Linked DNA regions of Xenopus laevis: region 2 is linked to region 1. Evidence: chromatin contacts called from public Hi-C data. All regions are on one chromosome and are shown on one strand. The core of a region is the stretch at or near the end of the contact, and the rest is flanking DNA. Distances in the headings are between cores, read along the strand shown. Region 1 has its middle 200 kb from the start of fam241a.L. Region 2 holds the start of pitx2.L (paired like homeodomain 2 L homeolog).

The links. A called contact is a pair of places that touch in the nucleus more often than the background predicts.
Region 2: a contact with region 1 is called in a Hi-C map of animal cap, with 8 times the contacts expected there. The contact joins the promoter of pitx2.L here to the enhancer-like site in region 1. A contact is called at or near these places in 3 of 4 Hi-C or Micro-C datasets (the XL177 cell line, the XTC cell line and animal cap).

What each region holds. Positions count from the first base shown.
Region 1 is chr1L:71,784,870-71,789,999 of Xenopus_laevis_v10.1, reverse strand. No RefSeq gene overlaps it. Among protein-coding and RNA genes, the nearest start is that of fam241a.L, 200 kb to the right of the region's middle. Within about 2 kb of position 3,224, at least 1 of the 7 cell types and tissues checked has an H3K27ac peak or open chromatin away from gene starts, as enhancers often do. A contact at or near this core is called in animal cap, where this site is marked.
Region 2 is chr1L:72,152,614-72,157,962 of Xenopus_laevis_v10.1, reverse strand. pitx2.L (paired like homeodomain 2 L homeolog) reads right to left here and starts at 3,106. Exons shown (of 3, transcript NM_001088287.1): 1 at 2,849-3,106; 2 at 1,369-1,574. The coding sequence starts at 3,059. LOC121402985 (a long non-coding RNA gene) reads left to right here and starts at 4,857. Exons shown (of 2, transcript XR_005966922.1): 1 at 4,857-4,936; 2 at 5,051-5,349.

The DNA of each region.
Region 1 (5,130 bases), core at 1,975-4,474:
ACTCATTGGGACTTCTCCCATTGACTTATATGCAACCTCGACAGGTCTCAGATGCCTGATTTTCTGATTCAGACTTTTCCTCCTTCGGGGTTTAATCAATTCGGAAAAATTTGTGATTTATTAAAAGTCTGATTTCATAAAAAATAATCACAAAATAATAATATTTTTTGGGATTTTTGCATTCAGATTTTAGCAAATAACCCCCTATGTGTCTGTTTCTAGCAGTTTCAAATGGCCCATAGCACTCTGCCTCAAATTTACAAAGGAATCTTCCGACATTCTAAACAGGCAATGATTTGGAAGGGCAAATCTTGTATAATTGTGAAAGGAATTATTTAATCTTAAAAAATATTGTTTTCTAAAAATGATTTGCAAGTTATATATTTTACATCATATAGAAGTGCATTTAACTCACACCATTGGCCAGTCTTACAACAAGCCAAGGACAAATATACTCATTTGCAGCTGGAGAACGGAATACGAGTGTTTCCCCCAGAGAAGGCACCTAATAATTTACTGTACCTTTTTCTAATTGTATGTAGAATATTATGAAGAATATTAAGTATAGCTGCCATGTTTTTTTCCTGCCTGTGAACAGAGTAGAAGTCATGCTTTAAGACTGAATTTCAAGGTGAATTTATGACAGCAAAAGGCACAAGGGTCCAATAACAAAAACTGATACTGTATCTGAAAATAGCAAGGATTCTATAGTCAGGATTGAGGCCCAATAAGGAGAGGGGAAGAGTAGAAACTTGTGAGACCTGACTGAGAAAATTGAAGGAAACTAACGGGTATATTTATAAGTAGTGATGGGCGAATTTATTCGCCAGGCGCAAATTCGCGAAATTCGCGGCAAAAATTCGCCGGCGTCAAATTTTTTTTTTCGAAAAAACGGACGCCGGTGGTCGAGAAAACGGGCGCCCTTTCGCAAATTCCGCGAAATTCGTGAATTTTTCGGCAAAGCAAAACGGCGCAAATTCGCCCATCACTATTTATAAGTGCAAGAATTCAATGTGTAAATCTTACATTGTTTTTTATGCTGCTTTTTATGCAATACCATCTCTACAGGCTTTATAACTGCTAATAAATGTTGAATTTTAAATGGTTAATGAAGATTGTAATTCTGCTTGACTTTTTACACTGCCTTTATAAATATGACCCTTAGTCAGGTCAGAGCAGGAAGCAAAGACTCATGGATGAGTAGACAGGCTGTGTAAATGATGGTTGGTTACATGTTTATTGGATAGGAATTTTCCATTAGATGAATTATTCACCCCATTATTAGTTAGGCCAGTAAAGACAATGGCTAAAGTTCCAACTCTATGGTTTGCAAAACAGGATAACCCTGAAAAAATGTTCTCCCCTACAGTCTGTTTTAAAGCTAAGCAAAGCACAAGGCAATAATGCAGCTCTTTTCAATTAACTTAATTTGATTTATTTATTCCTAATATATGGGTTCATATGTCAGAAGGCATGATACAGGACATATCATTAAAGAAAGCACTTGAAGGGACTTTTATTGTTTCAATAGAAATTTGATGGCCAAATTTAGGCATTTATTTCTTACTGCGCAAGAAATTTAAGTGTGTGTCGCTTATTTGTGTTCTTATGTGCCCGCTTGTGCATAGGGGCAACTCATACTTGGAAGATGTATGAAATTCTGAAGGACAAATGACTATATTTATAAAAATATATTAAAATATATATTTATAAATGCAATCATGGCAGAGATGGCAGAGAGCAGACCTGTGCGTTTATGCACTCTTGTATACTCTAGTATGAATAAGCTGAAATGTCTACTATAAAAATGCAATTATTAAACAAAATAAAACATACCAAATGATTAAACAGACACATATTTGTCTTCTAAGAAAGACATCACACATTTTCAACAATGCTATGTACAGCAGAACAATGTACTTTTAATAAGTAAGTCCTGCCATCTAGTGGTGTATTTGAAGCAATACTGTCTGAGAGCATTTTACATTTGGTTAATTTCTCCTTCATTGTCCCGCACTGCTGATAATGTTGAGTAGCGGCTGTCCATATGCATAGAGTACACATGCAAAGAACAGCTATTAATTAGCATTGTCTTTGGCAAATTATACTTCAGGCTATGCAATAAAATATGCAAATAAAACCTTAAAAAACGTATTATTGCCCGAGGTACTAAAAAATTATTTTAGTCACATATATCAGGTATTGATTAATCATTTTATATAATTTTAATTCCTAACCCACTAATTTGTCTCTATATAGTACAGTGGATATGTGCCATAATCCAGATTGCTCTAGTAACGATGAGTCTGCCATTTCAGGATATTCTAGTTCTCTGACATAACAGGTTGACCGTGACTGCTCGTATAGACAACATCTGTGCCTCCAAAGATGCCCCAGTAGCTCCCCATCTTCTTTTCTGCTGATTCACTGCACATGCTCTGTGCTGCTGTCACTTACTGAGCTTAGGGACCCACTCACAATTTACAGTACACATAGAATATAAATGTCACATTATAAGGCTGATTAGTAATTAATACAGATAATTACTACATGGCAGCAGAGAAACCAGTGCAATTAGCATCAGAATTTAATAATCAGCCCTGTGGCATCAGCTTATATTCCAGGCCAACCTAATTTTCTGCTTGATAATTTGTGACGACCCCTAAGCTTAGCTTCTCAACAGCTGCTCAGAGACCACTGAGCATGTGAGTGTTGCAGACTCTTTCCAAGATGGTGACCCCCTGTGACGAGTTTGAAGTCCTGGATCATTGCTGCTATTGAGAAGCTGAAACTCTAGGCTGGTGCAATAGGTTCAGTATATAAATTTTTTAGGGTTTAGTTCTCCTTTCAATCTATGTATAAGCACAAAAACGTAAAATATAAACCTTAAGCTGTTTTCTATGAGGCTTTTTTTACTCTGTACCATGCCATTCCATCAGGGTTTTTTCACTAAATTTTAAATGGTAAACAAATAGTGTTACATTTTGACAACAGGGATTTCAATTATGCTAAGCTTTTGACACTGCCTTTCTGGAGCACAAGGACCTGCGGAAAGAGACAATGAAGGTAGGGCAGGGTTTTAGCGAAAACATGGTGGCTGACATCTGTTTTGCTCTGCTGTCATTTAAAAAAAGCTCTTTTGTGTCTCTCTGAATAGGCCTTTGAGCAAACAGATGAGGTTATTCTTGTAAATGCTTAAGCAAAACAAATATATCTATAGCTATTTCTAATTGACCACCTCCACCTGCCCAAGGGGTAATAAAACAGAGAGAGAGAGCTATGGGGGGCGACAATGAATACTGAGATCATCACCCATCAGGAGACAGTGGTATACTAGGCAAGACTCATTATAGAATCTAGGGGAAACAAATAAATAAAACTATTTTTTTTTAATTATTTAATAGTTACTTCACTCACATACAAAGGGGAAATAATATGCACGATTGTGTCCCTTTAAAGTATCTCAAAACTATTCTTGTTTTGACTTTGTATTACAAACGAATTACACTGTCAGCCCAGGGATCAATTTGTGAATATTTTTTGTTGCAATACCCTATATTTTGTAAACATTGCTGCCTGCAGACAGCAAAGCCCCCCTTTGCAAAGCCTTTGTTCTTGCAAGGCCTTAGCCTTTTTGTTTTGTTTCTTTGAAGCATTTTAATACAGGCCACATCAGCCGATGCCTGCACCTCGGGCTAAACTTGTGCAAGGCATCTTTTTTCAGATGTCTGCTCTCTGGATGCTGTCCCGAGCTCTACTTTACAGCAAGCAGATTACATTTGCACTACAAAACATTTCCCTATTGTAACAATTAGCTGAAATTTCCTGCTCTGTAATTCCTAAATTGAATTCAGTTGCAGAGACATTAATATGCATCTGAGCCGTGGCTGAACTGTACCAGTTACTGTGTTGTGCGTCTGTGAAACAAAAGTTGCCTCACTTTTTCATTGCATTGCGGTAAAATGCTGTAACACAAGGAAGCCAATGAAACCGCAAGCTGATGAGCACCATATATTCCATAATACCAACCCTCTTAATGGGGAGGGCGGAATCCTTGCGTTTCTACAATTCCATTGTATATTTATTATAACTCTATAGACCCTCTGTGTATAAGATATAAGAGAAGGGAATGTTAAAGAAATATCCATCTTAAAGGAGTTGTTCATCTTTAAAATAACTTTTATTAGTATGATATAGAGAGTGATATTCTGAGACAATTTGCAATTGGTTTTCTATTTGTGGTTTTTGAGTTATTTAGCTTTTTATTCAGCAGCTCTTCAGTTTGCAATTTCAGCAAGCTGGTGGCTAGGGGCCAAACTACACTAGCAACCATGGATTGATTTTGAATAAGAGACTCAAATATACTGTAAATGGGAGAGTGCCTGAATAGAAAGATGAGTAATAAAAAGTAGCAAAAACAAGACATTTGTAACCTTACTGAGAATTTGTTTTTTTAGATGGGGTCAGTGACCCATATTTGAAAGTTGGAAAGATTAGAAGAAGACGGCAAATAATTAAAAAAAATTAATAATGAAGACCAATTAAGAAGTTGCTTACAATTGGCCAAAACAAAAAAATCAACTTAAAGGTGAACTGCCCCTTAAGGTCTCCCTAAAGTCTGGGATATCCCTAAAGTCTGCATATGGGAGCTGCCATATCACTTGCCACAGCCAAGGTATTTTGTATAAGCATCAAAACAACACTACCATCTACTGGACAAAAGGAGAATTCACTGTTCCATTGGAGTTTATGATGCATACAGTGTGGCAGCTTTTATTCATATGTAGAGGTGCAAATAGGCAGAAGTTATAACTTGCCCTTTGTTTAAAAGAAGGATAAGGCATAACATGAATATAGTATTTCTTCTCTGTTGTGTATGCCACCCATCCTTTAGATAGTTTCCATTGCTATTTAGGTTTGACATACCGCTGACCTTTATCAGACTGCTCAATAACCTTGCATATTATTTTTAATTATTTTGTCAGTTTCTTAGAATAAAATCCCAAATCCCTGCAGTACTTCCTATGGGTCCTGATTATTTTCTTCTGCTATATTCTAGTATAAGGCAGCAGGATGATGCCACCTAGTGGTTAATACAGAGAGCAGAGTGTTCCTGGTTACAGCAAGGAA
Region 2 (5,349 bases), core at 1,857-4,356, 370 kb before region 1:
CCATCTCTCCAATCCACATCTGTGCGTCTCAGCGGCCAGTCACCCTCCCGCAGTGCGACTTTTGTGTATTGAGCAGTTCCTCAATGAGCCCTGTTTATACAAATCATGTTGGACATTGCACATCGTTGTCAACTCTATCATTAATCCCTCACACTCAGTGCAGGAGAAGCCCATTAGCCATTTTAAGGCACCCCTTGCATTCCCAAAATTGTACTAATCTGATAAGGCTCTGCCCTGATAAAGTGCCTGATTTCACTGCCCCCCAAAAAAAGCCCCTTCCTTAAGATGTGCTATCAACAAGAATGGTTTTCAATTTTATTTATATATATATATATTTAAAAATACACGTATACATTGTGAAATTATCTTCTGTTTCAACGTTTCGGCCGCCTTTAGAGCACGCACATTTAAAGCAGTTGTAAATATAAAATAATTACATGAACGAAATCCTATGGAAAAAATCCTGGATCATAACTACAGTTACTGTTTATCTGATATAGAGAATGTTATTAGCAACTTGTGCTGTGACTAATTGTCCTTTTTATATCACACACGGATCTATTTTATTTTACAACCTATTCTTGCTGTGTTAATATTTGCAAAACTCAAGCACAATTTGTGTCCAAGGCTGTTCTTATACAGAGTCCATGTTTGGACACCATAAAAACACTTTTCTTTCTCAAGGCAGAGATTGTGTAAAATCGGTTGTGTAGACTGGGTGTATATATAATTTACCGAGGCCTTTGAACGCGTGTCCTATTGCAAATATCACTTTAAAGCAAAAGGGACAAACCGGTATCACGGTTTGTGAAATAAATCTTTGAGAATTCAACATACCCAAGCACAGCACCAATAACTCTTTTGCGCAAACATAAATTTCAAAGAATTTTATATCAGGATGAAATATAATACATTTAAAATGGAACACAAAAATTCATTCCAGGTTTATACCCTTTGTATAACACAATTCAGACAACAGATAAAAAATGCTAAATATTTTCTTTTGTGCTGTATATCAGGGCAATTAAAAAGCAAAATAAAACCGATTTTGCAATTGCGCAAAGCTGCTCATCTACAGTGGATGAAAAATATGTTTCTGTATGGTAAATAATGGTTTTAGTCGCTTACGTATTTGTACTGTTAAATATGTTTTGGAAGAAATGAATTAAAACATTTAATATTTAGTATTTCCAAGGCCCAGTCAATCGCTAGAGTGACAGCAAATAATAATTTATTCATTGTCAGATCAGGTTTTAGAATAATATAATATACAATCGAGGCTGCCAACAATATCATCAGTTTTGAAGACTTGAAAACAATATGAACTCATACAAGAAGGTGAGCTAAAAACGAACTGTCTGTACTCACCCTGACTCTGGCCTCTGTCAGATTGGTCCACACTGCGATTTCCTCCCTGGTGGACATGTCGGGGTAGCGATTCCTCTGGAAAGTCGCTTCCAGCTCCTGCAGCTGCTGGCTGGTGAAGTGAGTCCTTTGTCGCCTCTGTCTCTTCTTCTTGGAGGGATCATCGGTACTGCTGTCCTCGTTCTTTGTTTGGTGACTTTTGTCTTTATCTGTCAGAAGGAAACGAACCGTGACTGTTATTATTATAGAATAAAATGGCAAATTTACGAAACAAAAGTAAAGTCGGAGATCCATTTCCTACGGCGACAAATTGATTTAACACACTTCCCATTTCTGGACTCCGTTTGAATCATCATTCGTCCTGTTTGGCTTGTTATATTAATCCCAGTAAATGTGAGCAGTACACAGCGGCCCTCCTTCTTTTACCTACTACTGTACTAACGAACGATTTCTCATTTACATTCTGCTTTTTCTAATTCAAAATGACAACGAATTACAAAGAAGTCTTTACTCAGTAAATAGTAACTTTCTGTTTAGCGACAAATAAAAATAAAACAGTATTTTCCCTTAAATATATGCGACAAATGAATTTCTTCCTATCCTGTTATAAATAATTTTTTTCCACTTAAAAAGTAGAAGTGTTCATTTTAAACAATTTCCCTGTGTGCTTTATTATGAAATAATGTATTAACGAATTCATGCAATATTCTCAGTTCTGTTGATATTTTGAAGATTTTGTCAGAAGGAGTTTTCATATGCAACTGGGAGCACAATGAATGAAAATATTTATTTTACATGGTTCCCTGTCAATATATAACAGATCTGTCATTGTTTAAAAAAAAGAACTAATTAAAACAAAATAACTGCACCAATTCAAGTCCCAGTTGCTCTATTCGAACTTCCATTATTTGCACTAGTTCAGTGTTTGAATTTCCAAACGACCATGAGTCAATCCTCCCCCGGGGATAATAAAAAGCAATTCCCTGGCCCCTCCTGCTCTTTTCATTTCTCTGCTGCAGTCACTCTGAAGACTTTATTAAGCGACCCATTGTCATTTGTTTCACCTAATTATCTGCAGAACTATCGCAGTATTTCTGCCCTCCCCCCAGTGCTTCAACGTAACAAAACTGACTGACCCTGTCATTTCTAAACTTGGTATGGGATCACACACTTGAGGATACAGAATTAGAATATGCCCCTCGCTAGATGAATGTGCTCCTGCTGCTTGTCACCAAGTCCAATGTAAATGAGAGCTACTGTACTCACTAGAGTTCTTGCACAAACAGTTCTTGCACAAACAGTGATTTAATAGAGAATGAATCAAAGTTGAAAAGAAAAAAAATAGGAGAAATACTGTATTTGCAATTTGTAGGGGCACCTACACACCTGTGAGTAATCAGCAGCCCCCCAGCAAAAGAACTCTTGCTCACTCTACTACATATAGCACACATATGTGTCCCTTGTGCCTGGGCCATGTTCTTACCTGCAGTGTCTGGGCTGGAGGTGTCAGAGATGGTGTGCACCTCTAGCCTTGACTTACACTCCCCAGAGCGCTGACCCAATGAGGAGGCCATGGATACAAGGGTCACTGTCTGGTGCTGGTGGTGATGATGGTGGTGGTGATGGGAAGAAGCTGCAGCAACTCTACTCCCAGCCAAGTGATCCAAATGTAAAGGCTCTTTCATAGAGTTCATGGAGGATGCTGGGGGTACAGTACAGTAGGCTCACAAAAATATCCAAGTCCAAATAATCAGAGAACTGAATGAAAGCGCCCGAAAGTCGCAATGGAATTCAATGACACTACTATGAGTCCAAGTGATGGCACCAGCAGGGTATGTAGGACAGAGCAGGCTGCTGAGTAAGTACAGGCTTACATGTAAGTCCTGATGGGTCCACTACAGTAATAATGAAGGCTGCTGAGCTCCTCACTCGTTGCTACAGGGTGATGGAAGGAAATCCTCCTAGAGATCTGTCAGGAGCATTAAAGGCAGGTGCCACTGGGCAGAGAGATGCCACTGTATCCAGGCTCAGCACTTGCACAAGGGATGCTGATCTCATTCACTACCAACAGGCAATGGAGACCCAACGAAGGCTCAGCCGCTTCCCTGTTTGACTAAGCCCGTCACATCAGACATTTGTCCTACCCCAGCACTGTGACGTCACCGTTTGCCACACGCCTCCTCCCTAACTGGCTCGTCAGTCCCGCAGGGCGCGCATTGGCCAATAGGAGGATATCGACCGGCAACGTGCTCTCAAGAGGCGTGGCAATTGTAATAATAGCGACCAATCGGCTGGAGGCAAGGGCGGGCTCTAAGCTTGACATCTCCAAGCAGTTGGTGCAATACAGACACTCAAAGCACAAGTGCGCCGGGAGATCGCTGCAAACTCACACCGGTCAATGTGATGGAAGATTTAACGTGTGCCAGGGGGAAATGACAAGGGGATTCACGTTGTTTTAAAGCAAAATATGGACTTTTTAAAATGATATTACTTGTCAGACTTACATGGGGAAGGCGGGCCTGGGAAGCTAAATTGCCATTGAAAAATTTGCTACAATCCGTATCTGCACATTCTCTATAAAGTACTGTCCCGATATGTACAAGTCGCTTTCACGCCCAGTTCATAGAAAAGAATTGGGTAACTGATCATATCCAGAAAAAAACCAGTCAGATCCCGAAAAAAACGACCAGATCCCCTTTGCCTCTGAGAAATAGATATACATGTATTTTCCAAATATATAAGGCCTTAGATTTACAAAAGGAAAACATTATACTCATTACAGTAAATAAAGCACCTAATTACGATCTTTCTCATCATCTGTCTATTTCTGTACATCTATCTACACTATCTATCTATCTATCTATCTATCTATCTATCTATCTATCTATCTATCTATCTATCTATCTATCTATCTATCATCTATCTATCCATACATCCATACATCCATCTATTATCTCTCTCTCTCTCTCTCTCTCTCTCTCTCTCTCTCTCTCTCTCTATCATCTATCTACTATCTATCTTCTATCTATCTATCTATCTATCTATCTATCTATCTATCTATCTATCTATCTATCTTTCAATCTGTCTATCTTTCAATCTATCTAATCTAATTATCATATATAAAGCTTTACCTATTATCTCTCCTTCCCTCATATCAACTATCATTTCTTTATGTCTGCCCCTTGGCAGTCAAACAATACAAAATAAAATTAGGTTAAATTAATTTAGATTCCTTTCATTATCTGAAGCCTAAATGACGCTTTTTTTATCCCTGAGATCTGGCCCAGAATCTCTCTCAGACCCCACAGCGTTTCGGCAGAGACAATGCTCTTCCATTTCTAGTGCTTTTTAATCTGATAAGACTCTCATTTGCCTAAGTCTTTTAAATAGGGGTTTAGGCTGGTCCTAGTAATTTTTCTTATTGAATTTCCTCTAATTCCCACCAGATCATAAAGTATACACAGAAAGTAAATATTTCCATTTTTTTCACTCTGCTGTTGATGACCTATAACCAAGTCAATGTGATTCTGGATCAATCTTGAACTATTTGTTTATTAACTATATATCTTAGGTGAGTGGGGGGGTTTAGGAGAGGGAGGTCTCGAAATGGGTGGGAAAATGTGGAGAGAGTATAATGGCTAATCTTGATCATTTACATCACTAACTGGTGCCTCTTTTAGCACAGATTATTGTAGGTGTGTGTGACAGGGGCATCAGACCAGGCTTTTAGGACTCTACAGACCAGAGCTGTGGGTGCGTATATCTCTCCTTCTCTTTATCCACCTATATATGTACCATACAAACACACACACACACACACACAGAAAAGGCAAACACCCTCACATTTATTTTATACAATTTTTAGCTCAATTTCTTTACATTCACCTTTATGCCTGTACACATACATATTATCTGTATGACATGGCAGAGAAATTGATAGATAATATATATATATTTAAACAAATCAGTTTTAGCCACCACATC